Regions from separate parts of the Gossypium hirsutum genome. Here region 2 is linked to region 1. The links are chromatin contacts, called in public Hi-C maps. All regions are on one chromosome and are shown on one strand. The core of a region is the stretch at or near the end of the contact, and the rest is flanking DNA. Distances in the headings are between cores, read along the strand shown. Region 1 holds the start of LOC107948453 (growth-regulating factor 3). Region 2 holds the start of LOC121216173 (fructose-bisphosphate aldolase 6, cytosolic).

Evidence for each region. A called contact is a pair of places that touch in the nucleus more often than the background predicts.
Region 2: a contact with region 1 is called in a Hi-C map of leaf, with 1.9 times the contacts expected there. The contact joins the promoter of LOC121216173 here to the promoter of LOC107948453 in region 1. A contact is called at or near these places in 3 of 34 Hi-C or Micro-C datasets (callus and leaf).

The regions. Positions count from the first base shown.
Region 1 is chrD04:37,335,677-37,342,787 of Gossypium_hirsutum_v2.1, forward strand. It overlaps LOC107948453 (growth-regulating factor 3), which reads right to left and starts at 2,847. Exons shown (of 4, transcript XM_041091412.1): 1 at 2,392-2,847; 2 at 2,050-2,241; 3 at 1,435-1,810; 4 at 589-1,184. The coding sequence starts at 2,599. The coding sequence ends at 686. LOC107948452 (1,4-alpha-glucan-branching enzyme 2-2, chloroplastic/amyloplastic) reads left to right here. Exons shown (of 22, transcript XM_016883001.2): 22 at 46-615. The coding sequence ends at 183.
Region 2 is chrD04:37,743,097-37,750,115 of Gossypium_hirsutum_v2.1, forward strand. It overlaps LOC121216173 (fructose-bisphosphate aldolase 6, cytosolic), which reads right to left and starts at 5,495. Exons shown (of 3, transcript XM_041091521.1): 1 at 5,218-5,495; 2 at 4,292-4,519; 3 at 3,074-4,181. The coding sequence starts at 5,245. The coding sequence ends at 3,361.

The DNA of each region.
Region 1 (7,111 bases), core at 1,597-4,096:
CCAAGGGTTCTCCAACTTAGAAAAACCTAATGGTGGCTTTTCCAGGAAGGATGGTATGATAACCGCCCTCGTTCCTTATTGGTGTATGCACCAAATAGAACAGCGGTGGTTTATGCGCTAGTTGAAGATGAACCAAAAGCAACTGGCAATTTACAACTTACTGAAAACGTTAAAAACTGTTGAAGAAGCCAAAGCTGTGAAGGCATCGACACCTGTGGAAGAATCAGAACCTTCGGACCGCTAAACTTTTTCTATTACAGAATCTCTTATTGAGGAGCTACCCTAACTCAGCCTGCTGTTTTAGGGCCTACAAATTACACAAAATGTAGAAGTCCATGACCTTGGAGCTTCGGTATCCAGGAGATGAAATGATCGCCACTCAAAAGGGCTTTTCCTTTCACGTGCAGTACAGTTGATTATCCATCTGATAATTAGTCAAATTTCAGTTGGTCACTTGCAAATGTTTATCGGTTTGTTATCTGAATTACGCTCAGAGTCCTGTTTAGCATGTCTTGAAACAACTTATGTGCTTATTTTTCTCGCAAACTTAATTTTCAAGGAACCATTATTGTAGTCAGTTTGGTTCAATAAAAGTAAAAAACAGAGTTCAAGCAATTTACTTTTAAGTCCTGAAGTGTCTAAAAAGATTCAAGTGGTAACAATGCTAGTTTGAGATGCAGAGCCTTTAAGGTTGTGAATTGGACATGGATGATCTTAAAGCCTCGGCAAGGGGCCCTCCCATCGAAGCCACCTGGTTTGAGGCCCACCCAGCAGCCCAATTCAATTGGTCTCCCTTGCCAGTTGACAGCTTCAACGACACATCTGATGAAGAATTTCCTGGCATTGAAATGGAGAGGCAAGTTGCAGAACTCATCGGGCTTTCAGCAGGGTTGTCAGGTTGTTGTAAGGATCTAGGCCTATCATCAAAAAACTGTCTCAACATTTGACCATAATTTTGGGCTTCGAAAAGGCCCTTATGAACATTTTTGGAATCTGAGGAACTGCCAGACATAAAAGAAACACGAACATTGTAGGGCAAACAAAAATAAGCAAAATAAAGAAAATATATTGTACCGGAGCATAAAGAAAGCACGTTACAAAGACTAAAGAAATGGTTGGGGTCAGCTTGTACAGAATCTAAACCCCCTGCCCAGATTTTGAGATACATCCACTGGTCAGATATTGATTAGGGTCCTACCAAGGAGTAATCATCATCGCTACTTTAAAACAATTCTACAAAATAGATAGCAAATATTAGCAAACTTTAAAAATGTGAAGAGATTGTATCAACTATGATTTTATGTAATTTTTATTTTTTTTGACAAATTAAAATTTTCCTCCTAATTTTCAGGTTTTTTTCTCCTAAAAAAATTTAAATCTAATTAAAAATACCTTGTAATTAAGGTGATTAAGGAGATACTTAAAAGAAGTTACCTATAATTAAGGCGAAGAAGATCAACGGGAGGGGAATGCCCTGAAAGGAGTAAACTGTTGGCTCTATCACCAGCCAATTCTAAGGGTGAATTGGGAATCAGAGAAGTGGGTTTAAGGCCACCACATCCAACATCAACAACACCATCAGCAGCACCAACAAGAGTACTGTTGTTGATGATGGTGGTGCAGGCGCCACTAGATTTTAGCATTTCCACAGGCTTTCTTGAACGGTTGCGGCCACGGTGCACGTGGCGCTCGCAATACTTCTGGCCAGCCACCACGTCTCTCGAGCATCTCCACTTCTTCCCGTCAGTCCTCCGGCACCGGCCTGGCTCTGGATCCATTGCTGCTCTTCCCCAATACCCTGATTGCAACACTGATCCGACATCCTCATACTCGTCATATCTTTCAAGTACATACTATTTGGACAGATTCATTAAGTTCACTTAGGTAGACCGTGTAGATATATATATATAATACTATAAAATCATTTATGCATCAATCTCTTTTACCATGTACTTATTTTCTTTATAAATTTGATGAGAGAGTGCTAAAGTACGCATTTCATAAAAATATAAGAGCAAGGACACACATTTCATAAATATAATCACTCACAAGGTGGCTGGTAATGGGAGACGTGTCGAATAGGGTGGTGGAGGAAATATGAAGGAGAGTGAAGAATAGTAGAATTCTCGATTGATTGAAGGAGTTGGGGAGGAACAGCTGCGCCTGCTAACATGTATCTAAAGATCAAAGCTTGTAACTCCAGTTCCTGCCATTGAGACAAGCTGAAGAAACTTCCCATCCCTAAAGAGAGAAGTAAAAAGGTAACTTAGAAGGCAAAAATCAAGTAAGCAAGATAGCCAGAAACTTCCCAAACTTAGGAGTCGAAAACTTTTCTGAGAATCCTGCCAAGAAAACAAAAAAAGGTGCAAAGAAAAAGGAAGAAAATCTCACTGCTAGGAAACGTGGAGGATGAATGAGGAAGTGGTGGCAGGTTGTTGCTGCTGGATTTGCAGTGGTGATGAGGTACAAGCAAAGGAAGAGGAGATGGGTGTTGGTGATGATGATGATGAAAGTGAAGTTTTGGTATATTTGCAGAAGGTGGTGGTTGTTGATGGTCTGACTCATGCAGGTTTCTACATTGCTTCAGATGCAAGTCCATGGAAAGAGAAATGTACTTTCGGGGTTTTGGTTCGTTGGTTGGGGGGGGGGCTATTTTGACAGAGAGATTTTTATTTGGGTTTTGGGGTCTGTTTTGTTGATGTGTTAAAAAGAGAAAGTTTGGAAAAAGCTTTTGCAGGAACTTCTCTCTTTCTCTCTCTTATGGCTTCGGCAGATAGCAATACTTTAAGACTTCAAAGAGAGGAAGAGGAACTATTCTGACACCAGGAGGCAGACATTTTTAAATGTAAACAAATAAATCACTAAACGACAAAGTTATTTTTATAGATAATTGTTTTTATTTTATATGTGTAAAAATATTATCTTCACATGGTCCTAAGAATTTCGAGTAAAACAAGCACTCAAGGATATTTCGAGGCTGAAATGAGTGGCTAGAGCTTAAAAAGCAATAGCACTGGGAAAGGATGTAACGGCGCGAGATTTAGCTAAGTGACACGACGCCCTTGATTGACAAGCTGTCTGTGTGCCACGGCTTTCGGCCAAGCTCTACAGTGGTCTGCCCTAAACATATATTTTCCTGTTTTTGTTATTTTGACATACCTAAAGCCATTTGGGCAGCTAGAAATTAGGGTTAAAGGATATTTTTAAATTTTTAATGATTATTATATGTTAATTAAACTTAGACCTAGCCTTTAAGGAATGGTTTGGATGGGTATTTGGGTGCGGTGTGGTGCGGTGCGTTTAGCTTATTTTTTGTCTCACGTTACAGTATTGCTACAGTATCTAATCTCACCGCCACTATTATTTTTATACTAATCACAGGTAAACGCACGGCCCATCTAAACCCACCCTAAGTTTGTATATATATAGTTATTATACTCAACTTATATCACTTTAGTCTTGTTTTAATCTTCTTTCGAGTTCAAGAGAAAAGAGAAGATTCAACAAGAGATCGAGGACGCAACTTTGAAAAATTCGGTGAGATCATTTTAACTTATTCTTCGTTTATTATTATTTCCATTAAATTTTTGTTATTGTGGAACTTATTTGTTGAAACATGCAGAGTAACATCTTAATCATTGAACCTCCTCCTAAAAATAGAGCTCATGCTAGGCATGTTTTTATTAATAATAAATTTCATGGTTCTTATAGTAGTTGATAGATTCATGAATGTCACGCCTAAAAAGGAACTGCAACTTAAATATGGATAGATTTTCTATGATAGACTATGTTAAGGTAGTTTTTGAGTAGTGCCAATGAGTAATGTTTACTGGCGTCTGACATTGCTCACCTAAAAAACTTGTAATATTTTGTTTTGTCAAATTCTGGTAACAAAATCATTGGGCTTTGATCTTTACTGACTTTATGGACGTATGCAAGTCCATCTATGATATCAAAATAATTTATAGCAACATATCCTGAAGATTGGTTTGGATCATATCAAGGAAACCAATTTCCTTACTTTGAAGTGATTGGTTCGGATTGGCTAAACTTGGAAGTATACCCTGAAGATTAAAGACTTATCCTAGACTTAATGAAAATATTCTAAGAGTTGGTTACCCTACAATTTTATTGGGAAGATTGATTGTAATTGATATAATATGTTAGCAAGTATCAATTCCTTATAAATTGAAAAGACTTGTATATGTGATGTACTAATTAGAAAACACTTAGTTTTGTTCATTGAGGAATATTTCTGTAGAGTGTATTGAGCGTAAAATCAAGTGTGCTACTTGGTTTTTTATCCTAAGTTTCCAAGGGGGAAACCTTAGAGGAGAGTGATTTAGCTCTTAGGTGCAAACGTTAGGATTTTAATCTAGTAATTATTAGAGGTTGTAGTGACTTGTTGTATGAGTTACTAAGATAGAAGATTATCTTTCTGGGCAAGGCCCTGCAAGCGTAGGGAAAGCGAATGGCGCTACCATATTGTGTGTTCATTACTTTTCTACCTTGTTCTTCACTAATGCCAAAACTAGTTGGTACATACTTAATTTACTTGCAATTATCATTTTTGTTCTTTCAATTATTAGAGCCTCCCACTTAACGTAGCTAGTTGTGTTTACTAGTACCAATATTTGCTTGTAATGGAAGGTTCTTCAGTTTCATATCTCCCTATGTTCGATGGATTAAATTATGCCTATTGGAAGACATGTATGAGAGCCTTTATAAAGTCAATTGATGAGAAGGCTTAGAAGGTTGTTTTATTAAGTTTGGAGCCACTTATGAAAGAAATAGATGGAGCTTGAGTTATCAAACCTAAAACTACTTGGACCACAAATGATGACAAAAATCCAATTTTAACTTGGAGACCTTATATGCTATCTTCAACAATGTAGATCCTCAAGAATTAAAGTGCATTTCTAAGTATATTTTTGCTTATATGGCATGGAACATTCTTGAAATAACCCATTAAAGACCCAACACTGTAAAAACAATCAAAGTTGTAAATGTTCACCACCAAATTTGTGATACTTAAAATACATGAAAGTGAGACTCTTGATGAGTTTTATTTCAAGCTATATGATCTACCAAATCAGGCTTTCGCTCTTGGTGATGAGTTTTGTAATGACTCGATTTTAGTCGGTGTCAGAAAATGCGGTTTCAAAACCCAAATTCCATAAATCGAGTCCATGAGATTATAATAGAAGGATTTACAGAGTTAGTACGGAAATATATTAAATATCGTTAAGAAATTTAATCAAGAAAAATCGTTAATTAAAGTTCAGGGACTAAATTGTAAAAGTCTAATCACTATTAAATTTTATAATAGAAAATGCTTGAAGACCTAATTGGTAATTAACCAAAGGACTTAAATGGTTATTAAACCATTATTTCTATAGAATATTGGATGATAATGACGATAGTCATTTATCTTTGTGATTATAATTATAATATATATGCCTTAAATAAACAAACCTAAACATGATTAAGTTTATTAATTAAGTAATTAATCTAAGTATAAATATATCAAATAGTGGAGAGAGGATGAATTCATTATATTTCTCTCAAAGCTTTCCATCCATGGTTGAAGGGAAGAAGAGGTGTTTCCTTTTTTCAATTTGATCCAAATTACCAAGGTAATTTAGCAATTTTCTTTAAGATTTTTATAGATCTACGATCCATTAAGCTTAATCGAGCTAACCCAATGATTATATTTTGAGATCGTTAAGTTTATACCAACTTGTTATTTTGAGGTTTGTGAGATTAAAGCTTGAAATTAATAGATATGTAATTGTTAAGTTTTGTATTTAGTTGAAATTGTATTAGAATATATGAGATTAGTTTAGAATTGAAAGTTTAGTTATTTTTGACATTAGGGACTAAATTGAATAAATTAAGAGTTATTAAGAAATTATGATAGAGGTTAAAAGTATAAGGTCCCTAATAGAAGGATATGAAATTAAAATTAGATCCGATGTTAAATAACGAAATATATAAGTATTTTGGATATAGGGACTAAAATGAATAAAATAAAAATATGTATAATTATATGTTTTTTATGTAATTGAGTGGAAACTAATACCATTTTTGTAATTGAATTATTGAACGTGGATAAAAAAGACGTCGGGTTGTCCCGAGAGAAAGGAAAGACGAGAGTCATAGACGAGTAACAATTACAGTTTGTACTTTCATGATTTGAATTATAAATATATGATGTAACAACTTGCCTGGTGAAGTCTTTGTATCTGATTACTGTTTGGCGTATAGTTGGTAAAATAAGGACAGATATGAGTAAGTAAAATGTTTGTTTTGGCTAAATATAGAATTATGTGTATTGTGCCATTTGGTGTACTTTTAGTTTAGATGAGTTCTGTGGTTTGGTGGACTCTTCTGTTAAGTATCCGCCCAACCCAGATGCTTTGGGCGAACTTGTTAAGACCACGACTGTTTAGATTTGTTTATTATTTAAGTATGGTAATTTAGTTAGTTAAGTTGAGATTTAGTTAGAACCGAACTAGACTACTATAGACTATAAGACTTAAATTATGTTAAGTGCACTTAATCACGGGAATCAATATTGGAATTATTTGATTTTTCTAGTAATCCTTGTGTCCGAGCTTAAGTATATAAGAATAACGGTGGTCTTTCTGAAAACTTTTACGTTTTCTTTTTCTTCATTGATTTCCTCTGAAAACTCTTTAAAAACCTAAGTTCAAAAAACCTCTTCAAAGTAAGGTTCACAGTATTCAGCTAACTTCTACGTTAGTACCAACTCACTGGGAATTACTGATGAAACCTAGGTTACCCGCTAAGTCATTTACGTGTTTCTCGTTCTGCATGCATAGATGTTAGAATAGTATGTGAGGAAGGAAACTTCCTGATTTTGGATTAAGTGTTGTTGATTCTTGTATGCATGATCAGATTTGATCGATTGTGTTGGAACATTTTCAGATATTTATAGTATTCTAATAACTATAAATGAATGGGTGTAATTAATCAAAAGATAAATCTTTTGATCATTAGTCAAAAGTTATATCATTTGATTTTTGAAAAAGAATTATAGCTATTCAAACAATATTACTTGAATAGTTATAAAATTAAATGAATAATT
Region 2 (7,019 bases), core at 4,245-6,744, 410 kb after region 1:
AATGATCATAAAAGATATTAGATTAAAATGAGTGAATAGATATAATAAAACTAAAAAAATTATTAATACCATATTTATATTCAATGATAGACTAAATTACCTTATTTATATTCAATAATACAAAACTTTAATCAATGTACATAATACTTATTAGTTATATAATACTGTATAATATTGTATTAGTTATATTTATATATCGTATAAACCATGTGTATTAATTTTAAGAAAATGATTTTAAAGTTAAAACTAAATTTCTATATCAAATTATTAAACAATAAAATGGTGTGAATACAATATTAATACATGTGTTAATATCTATATAAATGAATTATTAAAGTGTAGTTTATATAAAAATTTATAATACTCTGAATAAATAAAAAATAATATTATGAATTGGCATTATTAATAAATTTGTAATAAATTTCAACACATCACTTTAAACAAAATTTTATTCAAAATAAATTATAATAACAAATTATGCAAAATATAAATACAACTATCAACATATAAAAATTTTCTAAAAAAAATTAACTAAAACATAAAAGGAAAACATTTGTTACATTATTAGTGAAAATTTTAAGCTCTATAAGTAAAAAAAAATTATAAAATATAGTGTAGCCTTTAAGTTTATGTTATTAGTTAAAAGAGGAAGCAATCCCACATTGTCTAGGTACAAGCTACAAAACTATTCATGAGTCTATATAAATATATGTTTTGTAAGTTTTATTTTTACATTAATAAGTGACACCAAAAAACAAAATGGTGATGTTGCTTTTAGTGATGATGTGGTAAAAAGCGCTTCCAGCTAGAAGCGTTTTACTAGTCACACGCGAAAAGTACTTCCAGCTGGAAGCGTTTTATCAAAATTGGCTCATTCTCGTAATTTTTTTTAAAAATTAGCCTATTTTTGTAATTTTTTTTATAAAAAAGGGTTTTATTTGGTAATTTAGTCTCAATAATAAAATAAAAATAAAATAATATTAATTTTTTACATAATGTCTAGAATTATTTATAGTCCCTCCTCAACTCATAAATAAAAGGATAATGCACTTTAACGCACTCAAATCTACATCCTCTTACATTGCTAACAATGTTCATACCAATTGAATTAAGACTCAACCAACATAAAATAATAGTTAAAAAATATTGAAATTATATATTAAATTTATATTAATATTTTAAATTTTAAATTTATATATTAAACTTGTATTTTTTTTCCTATATATTAAAGTTTTATTAACGTTTATGAATCTTATGTATACCTTTTTAAAATAATAAAACATCAAGAATCAATAAAAAAAATTAAACCAACGAATAAAAAGGACCTTGACAAAAAAAGTAAAGACAAACAAATAAATTAAGTTGCAAACGCAACTTCAAATTTTGGATCGGAGCTTAAAGGTCTAATGGAAAAACTCCAACATGTTTTACTAATCTACCTCGCCGGAGAGATCCAAGCAGTACATTAATTTTGGATGGATGGTGGCTATAATACCGTAAAATCTTTTATTTTATAGTTATCGTATTTAATTTTATTGTTATTTTTATTTTTAACTTTATCGAAAATAAATATACTGTTTATCCAAAAATTTACATAAAAAAACTGTGAAACACAAATGCATTTGAAGACTTAAATTATTCCATTAATTAGTTAAAATGTAGATAGATTTTCAGTATTTTTCTCCAACGGGCCAAACGCAGATTGCTCTCTCTCTTATGCTCAAAAAGTACATTGGATTTCATCTGCCTTTCTATTTTTGGTTTTCTGAGGAAAGACCTTTGAAAATATTCAAGACAAAGAAACGATGGTTAAAGGCTATCAATGAATATAAATAGCAACTGCAATTCTACCAAAACGCAACGTTTAGTTTCATTCCTCATCTTATTTTTTTTTTATTTTTTTTAATTAACTTTTATATGAATATGCTGTGAAGTGTAAACGACCGTGGGTGTTGGGGATGTTGGTGGATGGCTGTAGGTGTTGCTCAGGAAAAGAAGCTTTCATAATTAAAAATTTTATTTATTTTATTTTGAATTGATTCAAAATTGTATCATATTTAAAAATTATTTTATATTAATATTTTATATATTTTATAATTAAATTTATATAAAATTATTTTTTATATATACTTAAACTAATTTTTTTTAAAAACTTGTTCAGATTTGATTTAATATGGGCCAAATGAATACGTTAAAGTTTAGAGAGATTTTATTACCATTCATAGGGTCAATAATATTTTTTTTAAAAAAATTATATTTTTCATATTTTTTAAATTTATTTAAAATGATTTTTTTAAAAAAATTGAACAATTTTTTATATTTTATTGAAAGTAAAAAGAATTATTTTTAAAACATTTATGTACTGCAAGGATCAAATTGATAAAAAAAACTGTAAATGTTGAGGGCTAAAAGAGTTATTTTAATTTTTTTTATAACAACCTCATCACCAATTATAATGGCAAAATTGGAGGTACCAAAACTTTTAAATAAAAAAATATAGGAGCTTAATATTTCAAAATTAAAGTATAGAGTATAAGAACCTTTGGAATATTCAAACCTTTTAGATATTATATTATGTATTTGAATTTTAAATTTTTAAATGGATGTCATGTTATGAATTGTCATATGTAAATAAGCGTTGCGTTATTTTAACAATCAAGACGTGAGTACAAGTGTTCTTAAGCATATCTTTCATCCAATTTAAATGTTGCTGAAAAATTATGAGTAAAAGTAAGCATTATATATAAAATATATATATCACATGGTAAAACTATAACATAATGACAATTTAAGTACTAAAATAAAAAAAATATTTTAAATAGCAAAAAGAAAGAAAGTTAAATCGTGACAAACCTGTACATATAGGATTGTCTTAAGATTTGATGTGGAACCATAAATTTAACCTCAAATTCAGTTTTAAATTCCTTGCATCTAAGATCTTCAATTGGTTGAAGTCCATCACGCGAGTAATTCAATATTAAACATATGTGGGTATTAACCCCTTCCTTCCCTGCCAAGGCCTCCAAATGTAATATTACGATTGATGAATCATGAAAAGCAAATCAATAAGAAATAACCAACAGAATAAGGGCTTATACTTGGTCATTTTTGTCCCACAATGCGGGCTTACACTCAACTAAGCAGAGAATTTTGTTTTAAACTGAAATAAACAGAAAACCAAAAATACTCAACGAGCACAAAGGCTCCCAAACCTTATTTGTAATTTGTCTGATTCCACAGACTAAAGTCGATGAGCAACGGCAGAAACTCAAAAGAAGAAGAAAAAAACACTAGAACCCTAATATCAATACCGGAATTTACTCTGCTAAACATCACATATTTGACCACAAGCCTAATTTCTTAATATTTGTAGTCCTTGACATGAAGGCTCTCTGCGGCACCCTCACAAAGCTCTGCATCACCCTTGTATGTACCCAAAGTGGCTTCTGAGTTAGCCTTGCACCTAACGAGCAAAGCATCTTGTGCCTTCTTCACATTCTCCTCTTTTCCTGCCCAGGTCTTGAGAGTGCTCTGCTGAAGGGCGCGTCCGAATGAGAATGAGAGTGACCATGGTTTCTTGGTCTGGAGCTTGTTCATGGCATTAAGGTTTAGGGTAGCCTCCTCCTCACTTTGCCCACCAGACAAGAATACAATAGCTGGGACTGCAGCAGGGACAGTTCGCTGCAAGGCACGGACAGTATACTCAGCAATAACATCTGGGGCAACCTTCGGGGAGTCCGAACCAGGGGTCACCATGTTAGGCTTCAAAAGAGTACCCTCAAGCATGACATGGTGGTCATTTAGAGCCTTGTAGCAGGTAGCAAGAACACGCTCTGTCACTGCAGCACACTTTTGAATGTCATGTGATCCGTCAACAAGAATTTCAGGTTCGACGATTGGAACAAGGCCACATTGCTGGCAGATGGCAGCATACATAGCTAGCCCGTTGGCATTTTCTTGGATTGCAAGCTCGGTTGGCTCATTAGCACTGATCTTAAGGACAGCACGCCATTTAGCAAAGCGAGCACCAGCTTCATAGTACTTCTGGCATCGCTGTGCAAGGCCATCCAGACCCTGGGTGAAAGTCTCGCGGTTGGTTCCGTTAAGCTCAACGGTACCCTTGTCGACCTTGATGCCAGGGAGGACACCACCTTCCTTCAAAACATCAACGAAGGGCTTGCCTGCACATCAAATATCAATATCAGAAATCAACAACCATCCATAAGCTCTTAAAAAGGAATAACACTACCGAGGTTCTTAATATTATCAAAGTATGTCATTTTAATAATACCCGAAGCGGTTTTTTGATAAAGGGTTTCCTCGAAGAGAATAACACCACTGAGGTACTGAAGAGCTCCTGGAGCAGTGAAGAGGAGCTCACGGAGAGCACGCCTGTTTTCTTCAATATTTACTACATTAATGCTTGAAAGACGCTTGCCGATGGTGCCGGTGGATTCATCAGCAGCAAGGATACCCTTTCCAGGGGTGCCAATGTAAGCAGCGTTTTTAGCCAACTCATCTACAATATTTAAATAATTAAAAGATAAGCCATCAATTCACGATAAAGAACAGAGATCCGAATGTTTAAAAAACTTAAGTAGCCTAAGGGTGAAGGATAAGGTGCACTATCTCAGATCCAGAAAGATATCATGATATTATTAAGCACATCAAGGACTGATAATTAAATTAAAACTTCAAAAAGTATATATTAAAAAATATTACGCAGTTATAAAAAAGGGATCGGAGAGATAATATCCGAGCAGGTGCATGCAGATCTAGATCTTCAAAATTTAACCCCAAAAACAAAGACGAACAAAATTATAATTAATATTATTCATTAAAAAGAGGGAAAATCTATTATGTTCCTTTCGATTAAAGAGCAGCGAACAAATGACCATAGTTAATACCACTGACAATCAGATCGCAAGAAAAATGAAGCAGGCCCTAAAAGATCCAAATCTATATACCAAAAGAATATTGCTTTCATTAAAGTATAAAAACCACGAAGTCAACCAGATATATCACTCAATTAATTTAGTTAAACAGTAAGTAACAAAGTTTTCTCGTAAAAATGACAAAACAATTAACATATCAGACCAAAAATCTAAAGATCGAAATAAAAATGAAAAAACAAAGATGGATCAAAGAGATTAAGATTGTAAACATAAAATCAACGCCGAAGGGGAAAAAAGGAAGTAGAAAGGGAAGGGTAATTACCGGCGTATTTGCTAATGAAGCAAGACATTATGGTTGAATAGAAAAAGGAGGATTGAATTGAACAGAAAGATGTTTTTTGGTGGCAAGGAAAAGAGAGCGAGGGGAAAAGGAAGAGGGGTTAGGGTTTTTAAAAGAGAAGGGTTAGGTTAAACTGGAAAGTAAGAGAGAAATAGGTGGGGGGTGATTTGGCTTTCTAGATATTCGGGTATTTTTTCTTTTATTTTAATTTGTCGTCTTACTCTTTTCCAAGTTAGCAACCCATGTACTACTGCCCGTTGGATCTGTTCCTAACTTATTCGTCCATGGTTTTTCTTCTTCTTTCTTCTTTTTGCACTTTACTCTTTTACCCCTCAAACTCCCAACTAACCTTTTTGCATCTCTGCTCCACCTAACATTTTCCATCCTCGGCTTGGGCTTTTTTCTTCTCTTTAATTTATTTTTATCGAATTAATATTAACTATTTTTACCATAACAAACGATTAAAAACTGAGGGTGAGTTTGGAAGGGCGGTGCGTGTACTTACGGTTAGTGTAAAAACAACGGTGGCGGTGAGATTAGACACTGTAGCGATACTGTAGCGTGAGACAAAAAGTAAACTAAACGCACCGCACCGCACCTAATCGCCCATCCAAACCCACCATTAAAAGTCTGGTCATTTGAAACAACAATGCAATCAAGAATTCTTTGCTACTCCACTTTCCGCTTTCTGCTTTTCGCTTTGATTTGATTTATAACGATCTCATCAAACAAGGACAAATTTGAGAACCCACACACGATCAGGCGAAAAAAAATAAAGTTATATTTTATATGTATTTTGAAAATACATTAATCTAAGTAATTCAGATTAAAGTTTTAAGGGTAAATTATATCGGGATTTATAGGTGAAAGTATCGTGAATATTTTTGTATTATTAGTTATATGATATTATATTTTATATTAATAAATAAATAAATTAATCCATATATATTAGATTAAAGAATAAATTGATATTTCTATTAAAAATTTTATTCATTTCCGCTGTTAACAATTGATGGAAAGTATAAATTGTAAATTAATATGAGCACTATTTAAATTAAAAGTGATGATTTATCATCTTACAAATTTAATTATTCACAAGCATTATTCAAATTAAAAGTGATGATTTATCATCCAATGAATACATTTCCATGGAACATGTTTCTCTCAAGGAGTATGTCCAATATGAAGGGTTATGGCTCTTCAAATTGTATTCATTGAGTGCATATAAATAGAGGCATTATGGTGTTTACAAATATACAATTACAATCAATCTTATTTTCAAAAGCTAGAGTAAGAGTTAGGGAATTCCTCGATTTTGCTAATCAAAGGAAATTCAAAACTTCGTTATATCCCAATAGGACCTTTGTCTTAACCCTCTAGCAACTTTGTGGGGGGGCAAATAGTTCTCTTTGGAAAGCGTCATTCATGTCTCGAAGTCTACTGTTTATTTCCATACAAGTCTCTGGTTCTATCGTCTCCACTCAAATATCCAACAATCAAAGAGAACTAATTCTGGAGATGGCGACTGAGGCTAACACCACATTCAAAGTGATGAACCAAGAGTTTGTGAAACTTAATCGATTTGATGGTTCAAACTTCAATCGTTGGAAGGACAAGATGTTGTTCCTTCTTACTATCTTAAAAGTGGCGTACATTCTGGATCCAAACCTACAACCCGTGGAGGATCCCGCCCCCAATGCAAATTCTGAGGAAATTGAAAAGGTGGCTGAACTCAAGAAGAAGCACGAAGAAGACACTTTCACATGTTTAAGACACATCCTCAA